Linked DNA regions of Oryctolagus cuniculus: region 1 is linked to region 2. The links are chromatin contacts, called in public Micro-C maps. All regions are on one chromosome and are shown on one strand. The core of a region is the stretch at or near the end of the contact, and the rest is flanking DNA. Distances in the headings are between cores, read along the strand shown. Region 1 overlaps FAM76B (family with sequence similarity 76 member B). Region 2 has its middle 60 kb from the start of ENDOD1.

What was found. Hi-C and Micro-C count contacts between places; a contact is called where the count stands out from the background.
Region 1: a contact with region 2 is called in a Micro-C map of ear pinna, with 3 times the contacts expected there. The contact joins two enhancer-like sites. A contact is called at or near these places in 2 of 6 Hi-C or Micro-C datasets (ear pinna and skin fibroblasts).

Annotation. Positions count from the first base shown.
Region 1 is chr1:86,944,748-86,951,348 of mOryCun1.1, reverse strand. The region is part of intron 18 of FAM76B (family with sequence similarity 76 member B); the gene reads left to right. Among named protein-coding and RNA genes, the nearest start is that of FAM76B, 270 kb to the left of the region's middle. Within about 2 kb of position 1,413, at least 1 of the 8 cell types and tissues checked has an H3K27ac peak or open chromatin away from gene starts, as enhancers often do. A contact at or near this core is called in ear pinna, where this site is marked.
Region 2 is chr1:86,488,080-86,494,014 of mOryCun1.1, reverse strand. No RefSeq gene overlaps it. Among named protein-coding and RNA genes, the nearest start is that of ENDOD1, 60 kb to the right of the region's middle. Within about 2 kb of position 3,039, at least 4 of the 8 cell types and tissues checked have an H3K27ac peak or open chromatin away from gene starts, as enhancers often do. A contact at or near this core is called in ear pinna, where this site is marked.

The DNA.
Region 1 (6,601 bases), core at 164-2,663, 460 kb before region 2:
TTAAATTCATGACCACCAGCCACTACTTGGAAATTTTCAGTGCTGTTGGCCTTGGATGGTGGCTAACTGTACACCAAATGAATTCCACTTATTCTAGTCACAGTGGAGAATGTAGGGAAGCATATGAGAAGGTTCTGTGATTGGTTTGCATGGCAGAAGGTACCTGGTTCTATTTGTGTCTAAACTGAAGTCATCTGATTTGGTTTTCATCTTCCATTGTCCCCTGTGTTAGGCTTGGTTACAGCAAGGCTGAAAAAAGAAAAGAAAGAAAGAAAGAAAGAAAGAAAGAAAGAAAGAAAGAAAGAAAGAAAGAAAGAAAGAAAGAAAGAAAGAAAGAAAGAAAGAAAGAAAGAAAGAAAGAAAGAAAGAGAAAGAGAGAAAGAAAGAGAGAAAGAGAGAAAGAAAGAGAGAGAAAGAAAGAGAGAAAGAAGGAACTGTGGAAAAACATGCTTTCTTGTTTGCATAAAATAATTAGCTGAGCACAAATGGGAAGCAAACCAAATAGTTAGGGAGTTCCTGTTGTTTGCCTCCTTTCCAATTCTGGACTGTAGTTTCCAAAAGCAACAGGAAGGCAGTTTTGCCCCAAGAATTTTCAAACCACATAAACCACTCCAAATTCCCTTTGATATGGCCCAGCTCTCCAATGTTTTCCAAGAACTCAGCTCAGCTTGCTTTGCTTCTGGACGTCATGAAGCACAGCAGGTCTAAATGGAAAGGTAAGTTCTCAACCCCATGATCCCATGGAAGCCTCTGAGCCCGTCAGATAAAGGACCCAGAGTTAGTTTTACTTGGAATTTTCCCTTGTAACCCCAACCATAAAATGTTGAGTTGTGCAACTAGAGCTGGTCAGTGGGTGGAGTTTCCATTCCTGCTTTTTTTGGCTAATTCAATGAGAAACAGATTCAATATTCACAGCTCTGCCCCCAGTCATTTTTGCAGAAGCCAAAATTTGTCAGGTTGTCCATAGAGACACATGTAATTTTACCAAATATCTGTGGGAAACTTTCCAAATATGTAGAGGTGATATGAGCACCAGATCCAAATTGGCATTAAAATATATTTTTATCAATTAGTGTATGTTTTCTTATTCTTTACTAATTTAGTTATTTGGAAAGATGAAGAAAAATATTGGGAATGTATAATTGATGGTATTGATGATTAACTAATAGGATGCATGTAACAAGGAAAGGGAGGAGATTGAATTCTCAGGTTTCTAATTAGAATGTTCTGGTAGGTGGTGGAATTAGAAAATTCTAAGATGAATATACTGGAGTGAAAGATACTACATTATTGAGGACATTTGTTCTTGTAGTATGGGAGGAACATTTGAATGGTTAGAGTACAGAGAGGAATATGCTGGTTGGGGCTTAGGACAGCTATGACCTGGAGGCCCTCTGCCGGCATGTGGTGATGAATACCACCATCTTGTGGTGTAGGTGAGATAGGGAGCAGATGAGACAGTCTGGGGCTAATGAGAAGGGCAAGTGGCAATGTAGAGTTGGGCAAGTGAAAAGGAATTCATAAAGGAACATCTAGAGAAGTAGGATGGAACCTCAAGGGGAAATGAGAAAATGAAGCAGGTCAGTAGAGACATTTCCAAGAAATTAATTGTGAAAGGAATGAGCAACATGGCAGGGCTATGTAAGTGGAACTGATTGAAGAGAGAGGATGGGAACTTCTCTATCCAGTTGCCTTTTATAAAGGAAAGTAACAAACACTGTGGATAATTATATGGCAACAGGCTCAGCTCTTAGAAAAAATACAACCTTGTTTAAATCCAGCATTCTGCACACTACACATCAACACCCTTGCAGCTTAGCATTGTTAGAGAAAAACACAGAATTATAGTGATGGCTTTCATTTTAGTCTCAAGTGGAATCATAATTCAGCCCACTTACATTCCTAACTTGATTACTCTCCCTTTCTCTTCAATGGCTATTCAATATCTTCTTGTCCCTCAAAAACCCTGCAGTCCCTTCTCCTCCACCCTCATACCAGGTGATGAGCTGACTTCATGTTTCACTGAAGAAAGAAAACAACTTGAGAGGAATCTACACGAACCGCAGACCACACCTCCTTATGGGTGTATGTCCTCGGCCTTCATCCTGGTTATTCCAGATGCATAGCTCGGGCTCCCGTGCAGCCTCTTAGCTTCCTCTCAAGATCCTATCCCATGTCATCCAGATCCATCTCCAAGCTTCCCACAATTTCTCTGACAATCAAACACCCATAAGGATAAAACGTGCCAGCATAAGCTGTTTCCTGAACCAACATCTATTCTGACTGTACTTTGCCTTCTGTCAACTATTTCCAATATTATCCATGAATATGGCTGAAATTTATTTCTCTAACTCTACTTTGCCTCACTCTCATTGCTCCTGCAATGTATGACTACTTAAAATCTTCTCTCATGCTCTCTGGTTTCTTTCTGGCATACCTTTGCTTCTGCAGTGTCCTCTACCTGGATAATATTTGTGTGGCACTCTGTGAGCCTACCTTCTGAAATCAACCCCCATTCCTGATTCCTCACCAACTCCCATACTGAGAGCTCAGTCATTCATGCATTCATTTTAGTGCACACATGCTTGCCAAGCTCATAGTAGGCATCAGGCATCATGTGAGGTGCTGGTGAAACAGTTGTGAGCAAGACAAACACAATTAAATTCTTCCAAGAAAAATTCCGGGCTCCCCACACTGGAATAGGTTTTCTTTCTCTGATATCCCTTTATATTATCTGAGTATATTTATCCCTCATCTACCTTATGTAATATCATTATCTGTTCATGTTTGAGTCCTATTCAATAGACCTTGAGTGCTTTAAGCTGAGACATGCATTATTCAGCTTTGTTAGAAAAGATGACCATATGAAATTGCACAGTTTTAACCATCAACAGTATAAACCTTTTAGAAAGTAAGAACTTTAATGAATGGGAATTTAAAAATATGTATCTTACAAGAGCAAAGCTTTTAATATATCTGGTCTTGTAGTTGCCAAATTTCTGGTATTTTCTATGGCAATTCTAATTCAAGCCATTCTCATCTCTTCCATCATCAGAATATGGAACTTATATAGTATATTGATTTTCATTTCTGAAAACATGGTTCTGTCTCATATATCCCAACTTCTTCTGAGGGACTTCACAAATCTTCCCATTGTTTAAATGTTACTTTTTCTGGCCCATGCTTGATATTAATCAGTTTTTTAAATACTTTAGACTTCAGTTCCTTAAGTATAAAAATGGGGATGGCAATGCTAACTTCAAAGTTAACAGTGAGTATTAAATAGTGTGTAAAGCATCAGTCTTACTACCTGGCACACAAGTATTGTTAAATAAATGTTTAGTTCCTTCCTGCATGCTCAGCAGTTAAATTACTTTTCCAAAACATATTAAACCAATCAGTAAGTTATTTGCATGTATTTACTTTGGCTGGCACTGCAAAAACAGTGGATACAGATGAGCACATTAAGGTCCTTACAGTCTTACTACCAAGACAGTTTAGAGGGCAAATAAATGCTGATCTGGGTGGAATTACAAAGAGTCCCAAACAGAATTTAGAAGAGAAATAAGAACCAGTGAGATTTCTCTGCATTAGGAAAACATGGTACTAGAATTCAATGGAAAGCTATGTGATAGCACTCCAGGAAAAGAATGGCTTTCATTTTATGTTCCTCCTGAAATATTCAGCTATGATGGGAAGGATGATGAGACTCAGATCAGGTCCTGAGATCAAGAGTAAATTGAGTGGCTCACTAGGCTAATCCTCCGCCTTGCGGCGCCGGCACACCGGGTTCTAGTCCTGGTCGGGGCACCAGATTCTGTCCCGGTTGCTCCTCTTCCAGGCCAGCTCTCTGCTGTGGCCAGGGAGTGCAGTGGGGGATGGCCCAAGTGCTTGGGCCCTGCACCCCATGGGAGATCAGGAGAAGCACCTGGCTCCTGCCATTGGATCAGCGCGCCGGCTGCGGCGGCCATTGGAGGGTAAACCAACGGCAAAGGAAGACCTTTCTCTCTGTCTCTCTCTCTCACTGTCCACTCTGCCTGTCAAAAAAAAAAAAATGAGTAAATTGAAAGTATGTCACTGTAAAAATTAAAAGAAAAATAAGAAAGGAAGGAAGAGGAAAGGTGGGGGGGGACATAGGGTAGGAAGTATCATTATGCTGTTAAAACTGTATACATGAAAATTCAAAAGTACATCATAAGTACCCCTGGAACAATGTTAGTGTAGCAAAGTGGCGAATTACATGTACAATTTAATTGTTGTTCCATGTATGGGTAAGAGCTAGGATTTGAAATTTAAAAACAAAATTAAGCATCATTTAAAATTTCTATACATGCAATAATGACATTTGCTAGCAGTTTTATGTCTTCCTTCCCAATATGTATGCATTTTGTATCCTTTCTTTGTGTTACTGCACTATCTAGTAATTCCACCATAATATTGAAAAGTAGTGGTGAGAAAAAGACACTTCCCCCTTTCCCCAACTTAAGGGAAAACTGTCCAATTTCACTATTAAAGTTGGTTTTGGTAGATATTCTTTATCTAGATGAGGAATTTCTCTTCTGTTTCTTGTTTGCTCAGTTTTTTTATGCCAAATATCTTTTACAAAAGTTGATGTAACCATTTAACATTTTTGCAGTTTGTGTAGTATGTCCAATTTATTGACTTTTTAAAATGCTGACAGCCTTGCTTACGTGGGATAAATACCACTTGCTTGTACTACATAAAATTGTTGGATTTTACCTATTATTTAAAAAAAAGAGAGATTTCTAAAGGCAACCCAGAGGAATCCTTAATCCAGTTCTTCATTAGAAGAGATGTGCAATTCGGGACATGCTCAAGCTGACTTACCTCAAACGGTAGAGTTAGAAACATACCAGGGGATTCCAATTCAATCCCATCAAGGTGGCATGTACCAATGCCATCTCACTAGTCCCAGTGATCAATTTCTGTGCACAATTGATCATAATGATAGGACTAAGAACCAAAGGGATCACATAAACAAGAATAGTGTCTGCAAATACTAGCTGATAGAATCAAAAAGGGAGAGAATGATCCAACATGGGAAGTGAGATACACAGCAGACCCATAGAATGGCAGATGTCCTAAACAGCACTCTGGCCTCAGAATCAGCCCTTAAGGCATGCGGATCCAGCTGAAAAGCCCATGAGAGTATTTCAGGCATGGAAAGCCAAGACACTCTGGGGAAAAAAAAAATGAAAGATCTCCACGAGTGAGATCCCAGTGGAAAGAACGGGTCATCAAAGAAGGAGGTACCTTTCTTTGAAGGGAGGAGAGAACTTCCACTTTGACCATGGCCTTGTCTAAATATTATCAGAGTCAGTGAACTCAGGGGGCTTCCATAGCCTTGGAAACTCATGACAAGAGCCTAGGGTGATTACTGATGCCATAAACAAGAGTGTCAATTTGTTAAGTCAACAACAGGAGTCACTGTGTACTTACTCCTCATGTAGGATCTTTGTCCTTAGTGGGCTGTACATTGAGATTTAATGCTATAACTAGTACTCAAATAGTATTTTTCACTTTATGTTTCTGTGTGGGAGCAAACTGTTGAAATCTTTACTTAATGATGCTAAACTGATCTTCTGTATATAAAGAAAATCGAAAATGAATCTTGATGTGAATGGAAGGGGAAAGGGAGTGGGAAAGGGGAGGGTTGCGGGTGGGAGGGACGCTATGGGGGGCAAGCCATTGTAATCCATAAGCTGTACTTTGGAAATTTATATTCCTTAAATAAAAGTTTAAAAAAAAAATCCAAAAAAAAAAAAAAAAACTGTATACATGAAATATATGAAACCTGTTCTCTTTATATGAATACAAAATTATAAAAAAGGAATGCTTGATTGATTCTGGAATGGGTTTTCACAAGAGTGAGGCAGTCTATTTGCTAAGTGTGCCCCAGAGCCTCACCGAATGGTGGAAAAAGAAAACTGTTCTTAGCTGTCCCCATCAGAGGTTCTTCCTTCTTTTTTTCACTTTTGATTTGCCCTGAGTGACTTTTAAATCTCCTCCCTGTCTGACAGGCCTTGCTGCACTCTGGAAGCTGGGCAAGCTCATCACCACAGTTCTTAGAACTCAGGAAAGCTGTGAGTTCTGACTGGTGAAGAGCTAGGTCCCATGAGTGTGTCCTGGCCTCTTGGGAAGCACCATTGTAAAGTATCTGACTACCCTTGTTCCAAACTCATCGCATTGTGAACCACAGTGGCAAAGATATTACTCTGAAGAAGGTTTCTCAGTGGTCCCTTGGTGGAATAAACTGGATTATGGGAGACAGGCCTAGAACAGGGAGTATTCTGCCTTCTCCCGTCTTTCCTGGCCTTTGCCATGGTCTCAGGAAGCCTTTGTGAGGAGCACTGGGAGGGACTGTAGGGTCACCTAGCCCTGAGCCATTGCAGTAAGGGAAGAATCTAAACAAGCCTTTTTTTTTTAACAGTTCTAGAAGATTTTCTATTTCGATATCTCTAAAAGACATTTATGGTGAGAAAGCCTAGCAGAAAATGAGGTCACAGACCTTGTTGTATGACTTCGCTAAGGAATTAATTGACTTGTGTATGTGTGTCCTATTGTAGGGTCTATGACACAT
Region 2 (5,935 bases), core at 1,790-4,289:
GGTAAGTTACTTCTCTTAGCCTATCACCTCATCTCTAAAACAGTATTTGAATCCACAAATATGCTTTAATGGGGATTATTAATGAATCATTCACTCATGTAATCATTAAGCAAATGCCATGTTGGACATAAAGATGAAAAAAATAACCCTTCCTAGTGGACATCACAATATTACAGGGTATCAGTCATCCCATAAAAAGTTTGTCAGCTTACTACGATAGAGATGATGTACAAAGGATCACATGCGTTCAGTCCTGACTCTGGCCCAAGCAGGGAAGCCTTCAGAGTAGAAGTGACATTTATGGAGAACCATAAGACTTCTGCAAGAATCTGGAAGAACACAAAGGAGCTCACCACAAAGAGAATAAGGAAAAGAATATTCCAGAAAGAACAAGTGAAAGTGCTTTCACCTAACTTGCTTGAGAAAGTTTCCCAAGGAGCATTGGATCTTGCAGCAGGCCTGGTAAGACAGAAGAGTGAGGAGAAGAACAACTTTAAGACAAGGAATGGTGATATCTGGTCCTGGTAGGAGTCTAGTAGGGGACACAGAACAGCAAGCATGAGGTCCGGAAAAGAACATTCCAGTCAGGATGAGGAGTCTGCTTCGTGACCCTGGCTCTGCTATTCCCTCACTCTGGGATCTTAGCTAAGTTAACTACCCATCTATGCTTTGGTTTCCTCCCTTGCAAGGAAGTTAATAATGCCCACCTTCAAGTATTGTTGGAAGAAAACTCAGCATGGAGCCCCACACAGATGTGCTCAAGTAGATTACCACTGGTACTGCTACGAGGTGTACACCTTCAGGAAGTTATTGTATCTCACTGAGCCTACTTTCCTCACCCATAAAATGAGAAAAACAACGTTTGCCCTACATGCAAACTTCAGAAACTGTGAAGATCCGACCAAGTAATTAACATAAGTGTAGAGTTCCCATAAACCTGATGCAGAAGAGAGTAGAGAATGAGATCATGAAAGCCACATTTAAAAAAATCTACTGAGGGACAGGTGTTCGGCCTAGCAGTTAAGCTATTGGTTAGGATGCCTTCATCCCATACTGGAATGTTTTGCTTTAGTACCCAGCTCTGACTCCTAACTTCAACTTCCTGCTAATCCAGACCTGGGGAGCAATGGTGATGGCTCAAGCAACTGAGCCCTTGACACCCATGAAGGAGACTCGGATTGGGTTCCTGGTTCCCAGTTGCAACATCACCCAGTTCAGGCCATTGGGGGCATTTGAGGAGTTACCAGAAAATGGGAGTGTTCTCTCTGTCAGGTAAATAAATAAAAATTAGCATATATATTGAGTGCCTACTCTGGGGGTTTTTCAAAGACTTCATGGGAAATGTATGTTATGAAAAAAAAAAAACTGCAGGGATTTCAATATATTTTTTGCACCACAATAAACTTATTTAATTCCAATTCCCTGAACGTTTTGAAGCACCCTTGCATTTGTGAGGCATTTTCACTTTCATTAACACATCGAACTTTTCCTGACAGCATCCGTATAAGGTAGGAATAATGTTAATGTTCATTTTACATGTCATGAAAGTAAGAGTTGGAGAAATTGGGTTCATTCACACAATTGATGTTCTTGGAGAAGGCGTAGGGAGCAAATGAGGACCACTGGAGTCAGGGTGGAGAAGAGGAGGCCCCAGGGCCCGGGCTGGACTCCTCATGCACACTCACTTTGGAGATTCTCTCTGGGCACCAGGCTTTCAAGTCCTCTTCATGCCCTGCTAACCCCACTTCTTTATCTCCAGAAGTATGTCTGCCAAGTCGACCTCTGTACTTGTTTTTCTAATATGTGCAAATTGAGTGCTCTCGCGCACGTGCTCTCTCTCTCTCTCTCTCTCTCTCGCTCTCTCTCTCTTCTCTCTTCTTCCAGCTACATGGAGTCATCCTTTGCTGATCTCTTGTCTCTCATAGCCCACCCCCAGTCAGTTAGAAAGCTTTCTTCCTTGACTTCTAAACACACAGGCAGAATCTGACCACGTCTCTCTGCCTCCAGCTCAGTTCCCTCTCTTCCCTGCTCAGTTATCCCTCCAGTTTGTTCACACAGCAGCTGGTGGGAGCCTCATGAAAAGCCAGTGTCCATCTGCCACTCAAAAACTCACCAATAGCTCTCCATTTTTTCACATAAGGTCAAAGTCTGTAAAATATCTACACACCCAGCCCCCTTCCAACAGGCAGTTTTTATATTTGTTGCTTATTGCCTGTCTGATGACACGCTCAGCATGGGTTCGCTTATTGGCACATAGTGGGCACTCTATAAATATGTGTGTAGGGGACAAAATAAATGGTTATACAAGCATTTGACTGCATAGTGGTAAATGCTGTGAAAAAGATAGACTACCATGGGCAGAAACCATGTGAGGAAATTCATATGGAGACAGCACGGATTACAGCCAGCTCTTAGGGCTCCAAACCAAGCCCCTGTCCCCCTCAGTGTGCACTGGAGAGCCTGGCTCACAGTAGGTTCTTCCTATGCATCCTCAGGCACCTGCATTTCCCTGATCTACTTTCTTCACATCGAAGGATTTTTAGGCTCCTTAAAATCCAACAGGGCTCAGGCGGACTTCGATAGAGTCAGCGCCCACTGATTGTACTCCGGTCAAAAAGTGCTAGGTCCTTGCGCCTTCAATCTTACTGGCGGGCATGGGAACAACAGACCTACCGATCCCTGGAGAAGGCCCAGAGCCTCAGCGCGAGAGGAAAGCAAGCAGGCACCTCACCAGTTTGGTAGGGAGAGGAGCGAAGCCTGGGGTGCTCAAGAAATTGGCACAAGGTCGCCCTCTGCGGGTGAAGCTGTGAAATCAGCCCACCGCGAAAGAGTGCCGCGGTGTGTGCAGCCACCTACACTGTAACCAGATTGCGTTTATTAACACAGCCCACCTGGGCCATGGTTGGGGGCTGGGGAGACCCAGAGCGCATCACCCAACAAGGGGCACAGTGAAAGCGGGCCCATGGAAGTGTCTGGGCGCGTGGCGATGAGTCCGCAGGCTCTCTGAGGCCGCTGCCCACTCTCAGTTCGTCGTCGTTTAGAGACACAGCCCGTTCTGCCCGCCCCCGGGGCTTGCCGCCAGGGAGGGACGCACTCCACAGGAAGGATCACACGTGTGGACCCCCGGCAGCCCTTTGTGGGCGCAGCGTGGTTGGCACCGCCCGACGCTTCCCGGTCTGCGAGCGCCGGCCAGGCCCCCCTGCCGCGCTTGGACTCCAGCAGGGCCCCGAGAGCGCGGACCCGCCCAGACCAGCGGCCTTTCCAGCCAGAGCCTGAGAGAGGCTGGGAGCCCCGAAGGGGAATGAGGGTGCGTTTTTCTGGGAGGAGTCCCTAGGCCTCCCTCTGACTCTTCAAAGGCTCTCCCATCCGGTAGCAGGGAAAGAACCCTTCCCAGGAGCGCGAAGAAGCCCTGGGCGTTCTGCCCGCCTTGGTCGACTTGTTTACCAGACCCTCCCGTGGCAGCGAGTGTCACCAGAGGTGCGGGACACGGGTGGGTGTCGGGAAGCACACAGCCCCGGCCAGAGCAGGGGTCCAGAGAATAAGCATCACTTCCTCGTGGTTCCCCCAGAACCTTGCCTCCTTTGAGCTCGAGTCCCAGGAAGGGACCCTGGAGCAGCAAACGTCCTCCAAAAAAGAGCCCGGCCACCCCGCCCGCCGCTTTTATCCCGGCAGGGAATTTCTCGCCACCACCGCCCCGCTGTGACCCAAGAAGTGTCCATCAAAGGAGTCGCTGGCACCACGCGCATCACGTTTTCTGGTTGCGAGTGCATGCTTGTCAGCTTTCGGAATGAGCACCGGCTCCATCCAGCTCTGGGGTCAGCCCGAGGAGAGGAAGGGAATTTGCAGATGCTGCGGAACTGCGCAGCGCCTGGCCCCTAAGGCCTTGTGTTCCCCCTGGTGGCTGACCCGTAAGTTTCAGGGATCCGCGTCGCCACAACCTTCCCCGTCGCTGCAGGAAACGGGCCCAGAGTAGCACCAAAAGGCGTGCAGCCTCCGACGCGAAGGGGTGCGCAGTCGTCCCGCCGCCTCCTTGCAGACCTCCGGGCTTGGTGCACCTGCGCCACAGCTGGGGCACACTCTGTCCTGCTCAGCAAAAGGAGCGACTTTCTCCCCACCTACCCCAGGGTTGTAAAGAAACAGCGGCTGGCCTCCTCTTACATTCTTGAACTTGACAAAAGTGTTTGGGGTTGACTGTTGAGGACTTGTGGCTCGTGATCGAGCCAGCGCCAGCCCTGGCTAGCCCTCCTGGGAAACAATGCCCCTTTGTCAGCCTGCTGGTCCGGCCTCTTCCAGCTCAGGGCTCCTGCCCTTAGAGGATTCCAAAGATAGCCACAATTTTCCTCTTTCTCGGTGTCTCTGCCTGGGAAGAAGAGAAAGCAGCTTTCCGAATCACCCTGAGATGCGGGGACACACAGGGAACTTTCCACGCCTACCGCATCCCCTTGACAGCTCTGCTGTGTGCCTTGCGTAAAGTCCCCCCTTCTCAGTAAAAGGCAGAGGGACTTCCCAAGCCCAGTGCTGACTTGGAGAAATCACTTATGCCTAAGAGGGGGCAAGCAGCGGCTCATACCACTGTGCTTCCTGCATTTCTTGACCCTGATTCTTCTACATGCAGTGGCAAATACCATCTTTCCCCCTCTGCCATTTCACACCTCCTTCTTTATCTGTCCCATCTCCCTGGTAGCACTCAGGGTCACAGCATCACCTAGGTTTGGAGCTCTAGGCCTCACTATGTCCCCTGCCTCTTCATTCAGTTTACCAGAAGACAGTGTGTTTGTTGTACCTGAGGGAGTGCAAAAAAAAAAAAAAAAAAAAAAAAAAAAAACCCACACACTGATAAAATTTATGGTCCATGGAGAGTGGGCTCATACCCAAAGTCCAAAGCAACAGGGTTTATAAAGGCAAAAACCACAAAATCAGGAGGGGAATACATGGTTGCTAGGATGAGGGAATACATGGTTACCAGGGTCAAGCTGACCTAAAACCTATGCGAAATTAATAGCAATTATAATCGTGACAATACCAGTTACAACCTTAACAATTTCAATTATAATCTTGACATTAATCCAGGTATTGGCTTAAATCGTGTGTAGGACATAGACAAATTACATTTTTATCATTAACCCAGGTGCAGCCTATCCTCTTCCATGCTTGAGCGATCACGCTAGAGGGTTTCTATGCTTTGCCAGGTTGTGATGTAGTGGATTGCTATTGTTCGAGTGTGTTAGATCATAGTTTCAGAGCAGAATCTCCCAGGGCGGGGGGTTCTTTCTCAAGATGGAGTCTCAGGTGCTCCAAAATGGAGTTGCTACTGTAAAGATGTTACTTCACGTTCTGTGTGGGTGTGTTTCTAGAATGTTCCTCCCCCTAGGGCTCTAGTTCATCAGCCAATCTTCCAGCCCTACTGCTGGGTCTTAAGAAGATGTGGCCCTTCCCATCTGCTCTACAGAATAGCGGAAACTTAGGGGTGCTGGAATCTCCCCTTGAGGACTTTTGGTAGCATTCACAGGCACCCACAAAGGCTAGAGCTAGTCCCAGTTCCGGGACAGGGCAGTGGCTGCTGGCAGTGAGGGCACTAAGAGGACATAGACCAAAGGTGTAGACTGAATAATTCCTTGAGGAAATATCAGTGTGGAGGTGTTGGTTATTGGGAAGGGGGAGGGGAAGAGGTTCTTCTACTCATTTACACAATTCTCTCACTCTTCCCTTTGTCCACATACCACTGTTTGCCTTGAGGGAGCCTGCGTGCTATGTGAATACCAAAAGTCTCTCTCTCTCTCTCTCTCTCTCTCTCACACACACACACACACACACTCACACATACTTCCTGTCACTGGGAAACTTAGCAGTCCATGCAGAATTTGCAATCCTTGGTGAGTCCTGAATGTTTGTGTCAAACAAAAGTGAGTCCAGGGCAATGCATGTGGGGCTCACA